Regions from separate parts of the Bos taurus genome. Here region 2 is linked to region 1. Evidence: chromatin contacts called from public Hi-C data. All regions are on one chromosome and are shown on one strand. Each heading gives the region's core, a stretch centred on a gene start, on an enhancer-like site or on the middle of the called end of the contact. The rest is flanking DNA. Distances are from core to core; before and after follow the strand shown. Region 1 holds the start of ECHDC3 (enoyl-CoA hydratase domain containing 3). Region 2 overlaps USP6NL (USP6 N-terminal like).

Region 1 (7,213 bases), core at 3,259-5,758:
CCTATTTTTAAAACCCTGGAAAAGAGAGCTGTGGGCACTCAGAGGCCATTGAGAGGGTTTTTCAAGTCTCTGGAGTGACAGCTCAGTCACAACAAGGGGACTACCTGAAATGTGGAGGCTTTCCTCCCCTTGCTCTCGAGTTGTTTCCCTTTTTTTCCCAAGTCTGTCTCAGAACTATTACTGCCACCTCCACAGAAAGGGCAAGGCATAGGAGTTCCAGCATAATCACCACCCAGGCTGAGTGGCTGCATGGAGGCCGACACGCCTGCTTCTTTCCATTGTTCTTCAGAAAGAATAGGCAGAAAAGGAGCCAGGAATGAAAATACGCCCCCAAATCGCCTCCCACCCACACCATGGAAGAGGCAGCCGAGGTGCAGACGCCAGCCGGCACGTGCGTCTCCCTACCTTTCCTGTAGTGACACTGTGTAAGCCAGCAAACTATTCCTGCTGTCTGAGAAGGGGGTGCTACGTGCAGAACTGTTGCAGCAAGAGGGTCTCCCGGCCATGTTGTCCCTGAAAAACCCGTGTTCAAAGGCTTGCTTGCTGTTTTATGGTCCTCCATGAGCTGGTGGTAATAACCTGGCTTGTCACCTTGCTGCCTGCACGCAGAATGTCTTGTTTTTGCTCTTCTAAGGGACAGTCACAAGCTAGACACCAGGTGGTGGTCGTGTCTTCTGGTTCCCAGCCGGCCCCGGCTGTGCTTTTTCTGCCTTCCTCACTCTGCACCTGGTATTTCCACTGCTGTGTCACCTGGCGTCTTCCTTAAATAGCCTCTGTGCCTCTGCTTTCTGGGAAACCCACTGATGACTGAATTTATTTTGGAGCATTAAGAGTAACCATTTTCTCTGGAATGCCACATTGGTTTTGCTGCTGTCTTTAGGTGGTTGTGATGGTCATCATTTGGTTTCTCATACTCTCTCCTGAGCACAAAAATGACTCACAGCTGATATGCTGACAGCCCCAGAAACCTATATTCTGGCGGCGGTGGAGAGAGACCGCTGATAAACCTTGCAGTAAAATAATTAGTGTGCTCCCTGTGACAAACCTAAAAAGCTGCCCTCCCATCAGTGACATAGGCTTAAATGAAATCCTAAGGCCTTGGGCAAAATTGTGTACAAAGACGCCAGCCCTCAGATGCCCTTGGTGTTGTGTGTCCCGGTAATCCTTTGGCCTGAGCGTCACACACCCTGTCAGAGTGCTCTGAGTTGCGAGTTTGCTCTTCAGCCCCGTATCACCAGCCTTCTGTTCCTGCCATTCCACTAAGGCTGTTGCCACTGAGAATCCCGATTGCCAGAACTAAACCCAACTAATCCCACCTGCCTTCTGGAAGCACGTTCCTCCTCTCTCGTTTTTTTGGTGCTTCTCCGGCCACTTCTTCCTGACTTTGGGGATGGGCTCCTCGCCCTCTGCTCACCTCTAGATGCCACGATCCTCAGGGTTCTCTCTTCTTGTTCCCTACACTCCTCCCAGGCAGCTTCCCTGTGGCCTTGGCATCAGCTACACCTCTGTGCTGACCACGCCCAATCTTTGCCTCAGTTCAAACCTCTGAGCTCCAGACCCACAAGTTCACTAGCATGGCTTCTGGACTCTCCCGCCAAGGTGCCCCTTAAGCCTCCTTTTCCCAGTGACCAAACAAACCCTCTATCTTTGCTTATCTCAGAAAGCCATCCTGGATTGCTATTCAATGGGTTATTGAGACCCGATTGCTCCATTCTATGTCAAAGGTCATGAAACCCAGTGGATAACACCTCCTGAGAATCTTGCTGGTCTGAATTCCCCAGCGGCTACCTTGTCTTGCACCAGAGCTTTAACACCACCCCTTTTGAAAGGGGATCTCTTTAAGAGTAAGGTCACCACCAGGGCAGGTGATAAAAATGTAATCTTTCCATTTACGAGGCAAGAGATGGTCCCTGTAGATGCTTCAGTGAGCTGCCTGGAGTCTATCCTGTTGCCATAAACCACTCACAGGTCTGTGGGGCAAGACGCTGCCAGGCTCCCATGCGGAGGAGACACTCAACATGAATCTGTTGATTGAATTCATGACCAAAAAGAGCACTTCTATTTTGCAAGGCCAGTTCCACCAATTGCCGTGGATTTTCACCTCATCTAGTTTCCTGGCTTCTCTTTTAAACCCAAGTGGCGAGCACCCTGGAATGGCTCAGCAAGAGTGGAGGCAGCTTTGGAGGCAGATGGGCCTTTCTCTGTCAGCCCTCCTGCCTCCTAGCTGTGTGGCCTCCAGCAGGCCGTCCTCTGAACTCATTTCCTCAGTCAAGCGGGGATGACGTCATCTATAACACCTGGTGGCTGTAGGGAGGGTTGCGGGTGAGGAGTGTGCAGCACCACACTCAGCACTGGCCCTCACAGGAGGCAGCACAGGGGCAGCTGTTGAAAGGGACACTTCAGTGAGTTGCTGCAGCTCACCCCTTAGCGCCTGACATTGTTCTGCTTTAGTGCTGGCTTGCCTTCCTTCCTATTAAACCATTCCTGACATCCTCCTTTCTTATTTATGTTTATTTTACCTCTGGAGAACCAGGGAGCCTCCCCAGTGATTCAGTGGTAAAAAAAACCACCTGCAGTGCAGAAGACATTGGAGATGTGGGTTTGCTCCCTGGGTTGGCAAGATCCTGTGGAGGAGGAAATGGCAACCTACTCTGGCATTCTTGCCCAGAGAATCCCAGGGACAGAGGAGCCTGATGGCCTACAGCCCATGGGGTCACAGAGTCGGACACGACTGAGGGACTGAGAACACACACATCCACTGGATAATCAAAAACATCTTCTGTCATCTGGCTGCCATGCCAAATGGGCCAGATTTGAAGAAACAGTTTTTTAAGGGCCCTACTTTGCCCTTAAAAATGGGCAAGTAGGGCTCCTGCCCTGGCCCTGCACTTTGGAGAACTCTGCTCCGACAGGCCCCCTTCCAGCGGTACCCCTCTTGGCAAGCAAGGAGTCCAGTGGGATGTTGAGATGTGTGCACCTGGAAATCCCCACACCCTTCCACACCCCACTGCAGTCACCTGAAACCCTGGAATTCCATGGCTCTGCAGGGGGCACCCTAAGGCCTACGGGGTGGTTGTGAGCAGCTGAGTGTAGGGGGTGAAGGAGTAGATACTGTGGGCATGCTGCACAGGATGTCTGGGACCTGTGTGCCAAGACCCCAGCAGAGCATCAGGACGGAGTGGGGGAGAGGTGAGGGGTGCCAGGGCAGGGTGGGAAGAACAGAACAAAGCTACAGGCCAAGAGTGCTCTCCACTGCTTTAGGGGAGCTCCTTGGAGCCTGAGGACTCAAAGAGCCTTCCAAATCTTGGGCTTCCCTGCTGGCTCAGCTGGTAAAGAAACCTTGCCTAATGCAGGGGATGTGGGTTCGATCCCTGGATAGGGAAGATCCCCTGGAGAAGTAAGTGGCAACCCACTCCAGTATTCTTGCCTGGAAAATTCTATGGACAAAGAGCCTGCTGGGCTACAGTCCATGGGGTGGCAAAAAATCAGACACATCTGAGCACTGAGCACTCACATACACCAGATTTTAGGACTGCCTACTTGTCAGGAGAGAAGGAAATATATTGGCCTATCTTGCAGTTTGCTTAATTTGTAAGGTCTAAATACTCAAGACATGTCAGATAGGCCTTCCTCGGCACTCTTGCTTGGGCCAGGCAAACGTCAAGGTGAGGCCTGGATGGAGCTGAAGGCCTTCTGCCCTTACCACTCCACCGTCCAGTTTCAAGTGTGTGCCCAGGTCTGTTTTTGTAAAAGAGGTTTAGGCTTGTTGAGCCAAAGGGCAGAGCTCAGTGCAGTGTGTCCTTCGTCCTATTTATTTACCGCCCCCACGTGGGCACTTCTGGCTGCAGGCCGAGGAGCAGCTCCGCTAAGCCTGACGGCGCCTTGGAGCCGCGTCAAGTTTGTGAGGCCCAGAGCCCTCTATGAAGGGCTTTCTCAAAGGCACAGCAGCGGAGGAGCCTCCCACAAGGCTGCCCACGCTGAGTCCAAGTGCGAGGTCGACTCGCTCTGGGGTTTAGGGGCAGTGCTGGCACCGTCGCAGGCAGCCCCACTTAAATCCTCGGTGTGAATCCTGCAGGGTCCCAGAGGCCACTGAGCCCAGGCAAGGGACCTCTGTAAACGCCGCATCCGCGGATTCTTTTCACGTCGGACACTCCGCCGAACAGATGGACTGCGATAGATAAACTGGACTCTGCGGCGGGCGGAGCTGACCACCGACGGAGCCGCTCTGGACTCTGCGTGGGTGGCACGGTTGGCAGCCAGCCTCCTGCGCCCCTCTCTCTTCCTGGGTCCCGCTGGCCACCCCCCGGGGAACAGCCCCGCACCCAGGCGGGCCGCTGACCTGATGCCGTCCTGTTGCCGCGCGATGGTGGGTCGCGGCCCCGGCTCCGGCCGCCCGATCCCGGCCGGCCCCCCGCTGCAGAAGCCAGTGGTGAGCGGAGCCCACGGACCGCGCCGGAGCCACCCCGACCCCTTCGCTCCCAAGGCCCGCAGGCCCGCGGCCGCGGCCATGGCGGCTAGAGACGCGCCGGAGTCGGACGCCGCTGAGCTCGACGCCGGGGTCCGCGGGCTCTGGGCGCTCCGATGGACGTGGGTGCCGGCCGGGCCGCTGCGCTCCGATCGCTCCAGGCCGCGGGCAAAACTGGATCGGGGAGCCGGGGCCCAAGCTGGGACCCGACTCTTCCCCCCAGGCCTTTCCCCTCCGCCCCGCCCCTCCCCGTCCGGCGCGGGGGCCGCGAGTCCTCCGGCTGCGCCCCGAGGCTCCGCCCCCGTAACACTGCCTCTGGCGCCGCGTCCGCCCTTGCCCCGCCCCTTGCCTTTGGCGCCCCGCCCTCGAAATCCCTACCTCGCCTCTGACCCCGCCCCTCGTGTCGCCCCGCCCCCGAGGCCGGGGCGCCCTGTCCCCGGAGGACTTGAAGGGTCGGGCCTGGGGTGAACAACTCAAAACCTGCAGGCGTGCTCTGTGGTTTGTTTGCCTTAGCAAGGCCAGATGAAGGGGTTTAAAGGAGGCGAGGCGTGGGTTGGCTTGTTCCCTTTTGCTACAACACCAAGAACATGGTGGTTTGCCTAGATCAGAAGAAAAATGAGAGCCATCAGGGAGCGAATGATGTGAGCTACCGGACACTGCTTTTTTTTTTTTTTTTTAACAAATTGCTTCATCCTACTCATCCTATCCCAGGCCTTGCAGATGGTCCCAGGTCACTACAGGACCTGTGTCCCACTCAGGCACTGGCTTTTGAATGCTCTGTGTCTTCTCTTATCGAGAACCTGTGGGATCTAATTTGTATCTTGCGGTTTTTCAGTGCACCAAGGAGGGTGCATTTCAATGCTTCTAGGCCTTTGGCTAACATCACGAGTAGTATCGGGGCTTCCCAGGTGACACAGGGGTAAAGAATCCGCCTGCCAATGCAGGAGATGCAGTAGACGTGGGTTGGATCCCTGGGTTGGGAGGATCCCCTGGAAGAGGGCCGGCAACCCACTCCAGTATTTTTGCCTGGAGAATCCCATGGACAGAGCAGCCTGGCAGGCTACAGTCCACAGGGTCGCAAAGAGTTGGACAGAACTGAGCGAGGGAGCACACACACAAGGAAGGAGAGGGAGCCACCTCTCCTGGAGCCACCAGGTTCCAGGTGGCTGGCATCAGACAGCAGTCCTGTGGCTGAAAGCTCAGGTGTGATAAGAGTCCCGGTGTCACTATGGTTTTTCAAGTGGTCATGTATGGATATGAGAGTTGGACTATAGGGAAAGCTGAGTGCCGAAGAATTGATGCTTTTGAACTGTGGTGTTGGAGAAGACTCTTGAGAGTCCCTTGGACTGCAAGGAGACCCAACCAGTCCATTCTAAAGGAGATCAGTCCTGGGTGTTCTTTGGAAGGAATGATGCTAAAGCTGAAACTCCAGTACTTTGGCCACCTCATGCGAAGAGCTGACTCATTGGAAAAGACTCTGATGCTGGGAGGGATTGGGGGCAGGAGGAGAAGGGGACGACAGAGGATGAGATGGCTGGATGGCATCACTGACTCGATGGACGTGAGTCTGAGTGAACTCCGGGAGTTGGTGATGGACAGGGAGGCCTGGCGTGCTGCGATTCATGGTGTCGCCAAGAGTCGGACACGACTGAGCAACTGAACTGAACTGTATTCATTGAATTCACAGATTCTGGAGATTTGCGTGACCCTTGGAAGGGAAGGTCTGGCCCTCAAGGCTCCCCCCTAGTCTGTAGGATGACCCCTCCCCTTACTCACCCCCCGCCCCCCCCCCCCCCCCCCCCCCGCCTCGCAGCAACACACACATAAGGAGCTTTCACACTGAAATTCTGCAAGGATCACAATTATACAAAGGCATCCTCAAGCAGGGCCACTGAACTTGCACAGAGACAGGGTGGATTCCTTTGAGTGAGGCTCCCTTTAATTCTCAGCTTCATGATTGCTCAGAACGCTTCTGTACAGAATAATATTTTGAAATATCAATTGAGATCTCTACTAACAGCACCCTCACCCCATTTCTTTGGTCCTTGTTCCATTCAGGTAGAACTCAGAGACTCACAAGGGCAATTCTTGGCTTTTGATTTGTAAAAGCCTAGCCCTTGGAAGTCGGAAAGAACAGGCATGATATTGATTGATTTGGGAGGCCACTGATGAATCAAAACAAGTCTCCAATTTGAGACCAGATTAAGATCCCCTGGGTTTGAGGGCAAGGTTAGGACAAGTAGGACCTAGGAAAAACCGGAAGATGGTAACTGGCTTTATGTGGGATCTTGAAAAAGGGGTACACAGAAGCCTCCTGGAGGAGAAGTGGGAAAAAGACTTTGAGAACTGTAAAAAAAAAAAAAAAGAAAGAAAAATTGTTTAAACATAGTAAGTCAACTGTACTTCAATAAAATATATATATTAAGAAAAAAAATTTACTAACAGTCGCTCTATACAAAGCCCTGATTCTGGGCCAGTGCATGCACTTGGTCCTTTACTTATGACACCTCAAGATCACTTATGAGACAGGTACCATTAACCTAGTTTAGAGGTTTTGTAGCCCTGCTCGAAATCAGCAGAGCAGTCACAAAGTTGGGACTGGGAGCTGGAGGTCACCTGAAGGATGGGCTGTGAGGGAGGTCTCCATGCTCATCTAAATTCCTGTGCCTGCTCTCCCATCTCTTTCATGTCTCCTTCCTCCCCTCATGTCTTTTGGAGCCTCTAGCCCTGGTTTTCGACTAAGCAGGA
Region 2 (7,213 bases), core at 1,518-4,017, 210 kb after region 1:
GTTAAGTACTTCCTGTTCAACTGGTCCTGCATGGGCTTAAAGTATAGTCTCAGATCACTAGAGATTGAGGCAACAAAGAAGATATTGGTCCCATTTTTAATCCTTAAACCCTGCTTTCCCCAGTGTGAGGGGCCTGTCTTGATTCAGAGGGGATGCCAATTTAAGATGATCAGGTATTAAACTGCAAGCTTCAAATGGAAGTTTTTCCTTTTGATATGTGTTGTCCTGACATTCTCAGGGGAGTAGAATTTTCTTGTGCTGGGGTCTCCTGTGTGATTTTAAAAACTGCAATGATGAGCACATCTAGTAGCCATTCCCCCTGAAAAAGTACCCCTGTTTCTTTAAAGAAATGGATGATCTAGGTCTAGGGTATAGACCCTAGAAAAAGTATAAAGTGAACCTGAATCAGTTTGTGCCAAATTGGGCATGTCTAAAGGATCCACTTGAAGAGGGAAAATCTACAACCAGGTAAGAGGCAGTCCAACCAAATTTGGGACGACTCGAGCCTCAAAAGGAATAATGATGATAATAATGGATTATAACACAGCGAATGAATAAAATAGTTCTTTACACCATCAGTTCAGTTCAGTTGCTTAGTCGTGTCTGACACTTTGTGACCCCACGGACTGCAGCACACCAGGCCTCCTTGTCCTTCACCAACTCCCAGAGTTTGCTCAAACTTGTGTCCATTGAGTCAGTGATGCCATCCAACTATTTCATCCTCTGTTGTCCCCTTCTCCTCCTGCCTTCAATCTTTCCCATGTCAGGGTCTTTTCAGATGAGTCAGTTCTTCACATCAGTTGTCCAGAATATTGGAATTTCAGCTTCAACATCAGTCCTTGCAATGAATATTCAGGACTGATTTCCTTTAGGATGAACTGGTTGGATCTCCTTGCAGTCCAAGGGACTCTCAGGAGTCTTCTCTACCACCACAGTTCATTAGCATCAATTCTGTGGCACTCAGCTTTCTTTATAGTCCAACTCTCAAATCCACACATGACTTCTGGAAAAACCATAGCCTTGGCTAGATTATCTTTACACCACAGTGATATTAAAAATTGGGAGGGACGCAGGAGGGAAAACATTTTAATAGAAAATATCAGATGGTAATATAGAAAGAATGAGAGGGGAAAAAACCCCACTAAAATGGTAAAAAAAAAAAATTTACCATACACACATGAAAAAGGTAAAAAACCATTTTACCACCATCAGAATCAGAATTGATTCAGGTAGAAATTACAGTGGATGAGAAGACCACTGAGTAGAGTTGTTAAGGAGCAGGATGTCCACATTGTCTTAAAGTGCACCAGCCAGATTACATATTAGTTACAAAAGGGGATGTCTCTGTTAACAGAGAAATTGGGCAAATACCACTTAACCGAGGCATCAAAAGTTACATCACAGATAATGGTACAGATCAGCACGAGCTGCCAGTGGATGCCATAAGGACACAAAATCTGTTATGTAGTATTCCTACCAAAATCTCAGGGAAACAATTAGACAAAGTCAGATAGTACAGACTATACCCTTCAAGAATCAACATCATGAAAGACAAAGGCCAGGAGACTGTTCTAGAGTAAAGGGAACTAAAGAGATGTCTTCTCTCCATCCACCTAAAGAAAAACAGCTGTACAGACACTTTTGAGACTAGTGGGGAGTTTGATATATGGATGGTTTATTATCAAATAATGAACCAATTTTAAATTTCTTGAAGGAGTGTGATAGTGGTGCTATGATTATGTAGGATAATGTGTCTTATTCTTAGGTAAATATTTGGAGTGTTCATGATGTCTGTGATTTTCTAATAGATTAGCTCCCCCCCCTCGAAAAAAAAACACCCCAATATAAATAGATTAAATCTGGCAAAATGTTAGTAATTGATGGATTTTGCTGAAGCATATATAAGTATATGGTGCATTGGGCTTCCAACTTTCTGCAGGTTTGAAATGTTTCAGTAAAAATTAGAGAAAGTAAGATGTCTGTGTATAAAGTCAACAGAGTTATTTAATAGCAGTTTTGTATAGATTGCTAGCAGAGGCATGAAAATACATTGTGTGTTGGGAATGACGACCAGGTCATCAAAATAGCAGGAAACTAGAAGGTGAGTTTGTGTCATCCTGTGTTAGAGCCATCTGTGTAGACATTTGAACTTTATTTGTAGATAATGGGTAGTCGTTGAAGGATTTTTTAAACTGGGACTCACATAAAAGGTCACAGCAGTGTGGAGGCTGGCTTGAGGCCACTCAGGGCTGCCTGTGAGTTCTTACCCTTGTCTAGGGATAAGCATTGCCCCACTCCCACCCCCCAGAACAGGCAGAGGACGTGATGGAAGCCGGAGACATGGGCGGGGCCAGCAAAGTGCAGTTTGGGTCTAGAAGGAAGATAAATGGAAGACTGAAAAGCTAAGGTTTTAGGCTGATCCAGTGGCTGGTGGTGCTGTTCATTCACAGCAGGGAAGGGAAGGGCAGCAGCACCCTGTTTAGGGAAGTCCTTTTGGATGTGTGTGTCCTTTTTTAGCTTCCCTGGTGGCTCAGCAGTTAAAGAGTCTGCCTGGAATGAGGGAGACGTGGGTTTGATCCCTGGGTTGGAAAGATCCCCTGGAGAAGGAAATGGCACCCCACTTCAGTACTCTTGCCTGGAGAATCCCATGGGTGGAGGTGCCTGGTAGGCTACAGTCCATGGGGTCGCCAAGAGTTGGACACGACTGAGTGACTTCACTTTCACTTTCGCTTTGGCTGTGTGGAGTTTGACCTGTCTGCTGAACCTCAAGGTGCGGTTCTACCTTGCTGCTCTTGTTCTAGCGTCTTGGTGTCAGTGAGTCCACGGCAAGCCTGTTTTTCTAGAGCATTTAAGTTCATACTTATCACACGTGTTCTGGAGTTGATAAGCTGTAGCATCTTTGCTGATAAAGTATATTTTATCCGCTTATTACAGATTCATGAGTGCATTCAAATCTGGTATAGTTGATCTGACAGTGTTACAGAGTTAACACTTAAGCCCGATGGAATACCAATGTATAATTTTATACTGGTGTATAATTTTAAAATTTTACAGCCTGGGAGCTTTACCCAAAATTTTTCCTTTTTTGCTGTAGGGGAAAGAAAAGCATACTTAATAGTTCTTAAAATTGTGCATGTGTGTTTTATGCTTGCATGTAAGAGTGTGAAGCATTTAAAATAATCTCTGTATATATGATGAGCATTAGAATACAAAAATGTGCCTTTTTAAAAAAAGGATAGCTGTTCCTTAAAGTGAGTTATTGACAATTTAATAGTCATAAAAAGGAAAGATAGCAGGAGACCTGCTAGATCTGAGCAGGGTTTTTCCTGGCAAAGTATATGTTATTATGCTCTTGGGTTGGCTTGAATTATTTGCTGCTTTCTTGTTGGTGGAGAAAGGGATTGAGCTTTGAGGAAGTCAGGGGAGGAAGTGCAGAACAGTAAAGTGACTGAATGGCTCCTTAGATCCATCTTAATTTTTCACAGCTTGGCCTTCTCTGAAGTCAAGTTCAGCAGAAACATTAATTAGATTTCAATGCCCTGCTGAGGTTTAAAATTAAACATATTTCTGGAACCATCTGTAGCATTTTATCACTAATAATATAATGAAGAATATGCTTAATCTTTTGAAAAATGAGAATCATAACAGAGTATCTTTTGCTCACAAGTGATCATCTTTGGTTATGAAAAAGCCATCAAAATTTTTAGAAGAGTAAAGAAGTAATTAAAAAGTTTTAAGGATATAATCCCCCCACCCCCCAAAAAAATTGCGTCAAAGTATTCTGAGTGGTGAGAATCTTTTCCATATTGAGGATTTTCTTTGGGATTTTACGGTTCTCTTGCATCTAAAAATATCGATGGTGGGCCTGTGCCATCTGCCTATTTGGGGCTGGATTCGCCCAAGAGCTGAGATTCCCCCAAGGAGAGCCAGGACTGGGTGGAGGTAAGGGCCTAGCACGTGACGGCCCAGCACGCAGGTCCTGGGGCCAGACAGCCTGGCTTTGAGCTGACCAGAGGGGAACGTGGAGAAGTCCGTTGGCTCCTTTGGGCCTCTGTCTCCTTATTTGTGAAGTGAGGAGAATTATGCCTACCTCATAGGGGTGTAGCGAGCATACGTTTTTGAGCATAAAATGTCCCTTCAGAACTGTTCTTTCCCGTGTGGTCTTCTGTTTCCTTCACTCTTTAGATGCACTTAAAACACTTACAGAGGCCTTCGGGGAAGAACATGCTGCCGCTGAGGAGAATTAACAGAACAGCAGCAGCTCGCTCGCTCCTAGGAATTCTGTTGTTTTGTTCTCACAAAAGCGTGATCACTAGGTGTGGACCCTGCGGCTCTTTCCCAGGCAGTCAGAGGCCACAGGCACCTTGGCCTTCGTGCAGGGAGGTGCCGCTGGGGGAAGGAGATCAGGTGCGCAGCAGCGGAGGTGGGGGGGTGGCCCTGGAGAGAGACTCGCTTCCCCGCTCGGCCCACCCACATGTGCTTTCTGAGTGTAGGCTGGGCCTGCAAAGGGAAGGAATGGAGGGCTGTACACCCAGGTCTTTTTTTCTGAATGTACCAGTCAGGTAAGTCACTCTACCACCATGAGAGTTAATAAGAGATTGGAGGGCAGGCTGGAGGACTTAGGAAAAAAATCCCTTCTCCTGGAAACCAGAGTGAGGGAGAAGCTTTTTCTCTTCCATCTCCCCTCTTCCCTTAACCCTCTCCACCCCATTCCCAGCTTTGCCCAGAATCTTAGTTTAGTGACAGTGGAGACGACCGACCGTGTGTTCAGCCTCAGCTCTGGAAGCATCCTTTTTTAGCCCCTGTGGTGCTGCATTGTCTGAGAAGTATATCTGCCCGCGCTTCTCGGAATTTTGCACTGGATAAAAACCCGAACAGTCTTCCAGCTCTGCACTCAGGGTGCCTTCTCTGCCGTCCTGGGTGGGTGGCATTGCTCCCTCCATAGGATTTGAGTCGCGCTCTCTGCCTCTAGGCCCAGCACTGCATGTTCCGTGTCAGGGGCCCTTGAGCAGATGGTGAACTTTCCCAAGGGCAGCAACAGTTACTTACTTTGTACAGTTTTCACTAGCATAATGCTAGTTATGTAATGATCTCCCAATAATATCCAGTTCTCCTTTATAAAAAACACCTTTGTCACGGAAGGAATTAAAATGCCACAATTCAGTAAAATGTTAAAGAAGAGAATGGAATTTTGAAGTTGTGTTTTTTGTTGCTTCATAAAGATATTTCAAAATATTTTAAAATTTCCTTTTGGCCTAACTTTGTAAAATACCAAGTGCTTAGTCGCTCAGTCATGTCCGATTCTTTGCGACCCCATGGACTGTAGCCCGCCAGGCTCCTCTATCCATGGGGATTCTCCAGGCAAGAATACTGGAGTGGGTTGCCCTGCCCTTCTCCAGGGAAAATACCCAGAGTTAGATTAATTTGAAATGTTAGAAAATCTGAGTGACTCCTCTCTCTTTACCTGTCTCTCCTGTGTATTTTAACTTAAGCAAGAGCATACTCTTGATACAGCAGTAATCAAGTGTCCAACTATTTTTTAAAAAGTTAAGATATTTGCTGTCCAATGTTGCATAACTTTTTTGTAGTTCTTTTTTCAGCAGCATTTTCCTTGACATTTTTTGGTAATTTGTTAAGTAAAAGAAGTCTGAAACAAACAATAACAATAAATTTCAATTTTATTTTTAGCAAAAGCACCTGGAAATTGAAAGAACTACTAAATGGTTGAAAATGCTAAAAGGATGGGAAAAATACAAGAACACTGAAAAGGTAATTAAAATATTACTTCCTTATGAAGTGGATTTTCCCAGTAAAATTTCCTCTCTCATGATAAGAATATAACATGCATATTCTTAAAAATTTTTTTTTAATTTTAATTTGAGTGAGTGAAGTGAAAGTCGCTCAGTCGTGTCCGACTCTTTGCAACCACATGGACTATACAATCAATGGAATTCTCCAGGCCAGAATACTGGAGTGGGTAGCCTTTCCCTTCCCCATGGGATCTTCTCAATCCAGGGATCAAAGCCAGGTCTCCTGCATTGCAGGCAAATTCTTTACCAGCTGAACCACAGGGAAGCCCAAGAATACCAGAGTGGGTATCCTATCCATTCGCCAGCGGATCTTCCCAAACCAGGAATTGAACCGGGGTCTCCTGCATTGTAAGCAGATTTTTTGCCAGCTGAGTTATCAGGGAAGCTTCTGAGTGGAATGCATTAAATTAGGAGTCTCTGTGCTGTCACAGAATGCCCAGTTTAGACTGGTTGCAGGAATTGAGAGGACGCGGTGGACAGCGCAGAGGTCGGCAGGCTTTCAGGGGTGACGGAATTCGGCTGCTTAGTTACATTGCTGCTGGTGATTTTGTGTCTTTCCATCTCCCTCCTCTGCCTGCTGTGGTGCCAGCTTCCCGCTGACTGTGGCTTCCCTTTGGGGTCAGGATTAATGCAGTCAGTCCAGGCTTGGTATCCATCTGTCTTCCTGCTCAGAAGGAGAGAAGTTTTGTTTTGAAAAGTGTTCGTGAACAGTAGCTCGTCCTTGTCCTAAAGCATCTAACAGATCTCCCTCCTAAATCTTTTTGCCCGGGATTGAGTTTGGGCTGTTTAAATCAGTTTTTTTTTTTTTTTAATGCATACATCTATTAATATTCCTACTAATCTCATCAGAGAAGTCTTTAAACATTGTTCAGTTGTGAAGTTCCTAGTAGTTGAAGTTTTCCAAAATTCTAACTTTTGCTTGAAAGGGCAAAAGTTACCAGTGGCAACAATGCTATCCAGGTGTTTTCCTTAAGGGCTTCCCAGGTGGTTCCTTGGTAAAGAACCTGCCTGCCAGTGCCAGGGACTTGAGTTTGTTCCCTGGATTGGGAAAATCCCTTGGAGAAGGAAATGGTAACCCACTCCAATATTCTTGCTTGGGAAATCCCTTGGAAAGAGGAGCCTGGTGGGCTACAGTCCACGGGGTCACAAACAAGTTGGACATGCCTTAGAGGCTAAACAACGACAACCAATTTTCCTTAGAGTAACAGGCTTATTTCATTTATTTATTTATTTATATTTTTTACTTCATTGATTTTTGAGCATCTGTCTGCTAAACAAGTCTCAACAACCACGGTTTGTTAGTCATTCATTTTTTTCAGATTAGTGTCCTTGACAAAAGCAGTTGGTTCAGATCGCAGTTCAGTTTCATAAATGCTCTTACTTGAGGCTGGCACTGTGCTCTG

What was found. A called contact is a pair of places that touch in the nucleus more often than the background predicts.
Region 2: a contact with region 1 is called in a Hi-C map of an unstated tissue, with 8 times the contacts expected there. The contact joins the enhancer-like site here to the promoter of ECHDC3 in region 1. A contact is called at or near these places in 4 of 11 Hi-C or Micro-C datasets (liver, skeletal muscle and an unstated tissue).

What each region holds. Positions count from the first base shown.
Region 1 is chr13:12,528,789-12,536,001 of ARS-UCD2.0, forward strand. It overlaps ECHDC3 (enoyl-CoA hydratase domain containing 3), which reads right to left and starts at 4,509. Exons shown (of 5, transcript NM_001193156.1): 1 at 4,340-4,509. The coding sequence starts at 4,509. It overlaps LOC132346865 (basic proline-rich protein-like), which reads left to right and starts at 4,508. Exons shown (of 1, transcript XM_059892866.1): 1 at 4,508-4,933. The coding sequence starts at 4,508. The coding sequence ends at 4,933.
Region 2 is chr13:12,739,819-12,747,031 of ARS-UCD2.0, forward strand. USP6NL (USP6 N-terminal like) reads left to right here. Exons shown (of 14, transcript NM_001192695.2): 5 at 5,689-5,769. Among named protein-coding and RNA genes, the nearest start is that of USP6NL, 25 kb to the left of the region's middle. Within about 2 kb of position 2,768, at least 5 of the 102 cell types and tissues checked have an H3K27ac peak or open chromatin away from gene starts, as enhancers often do.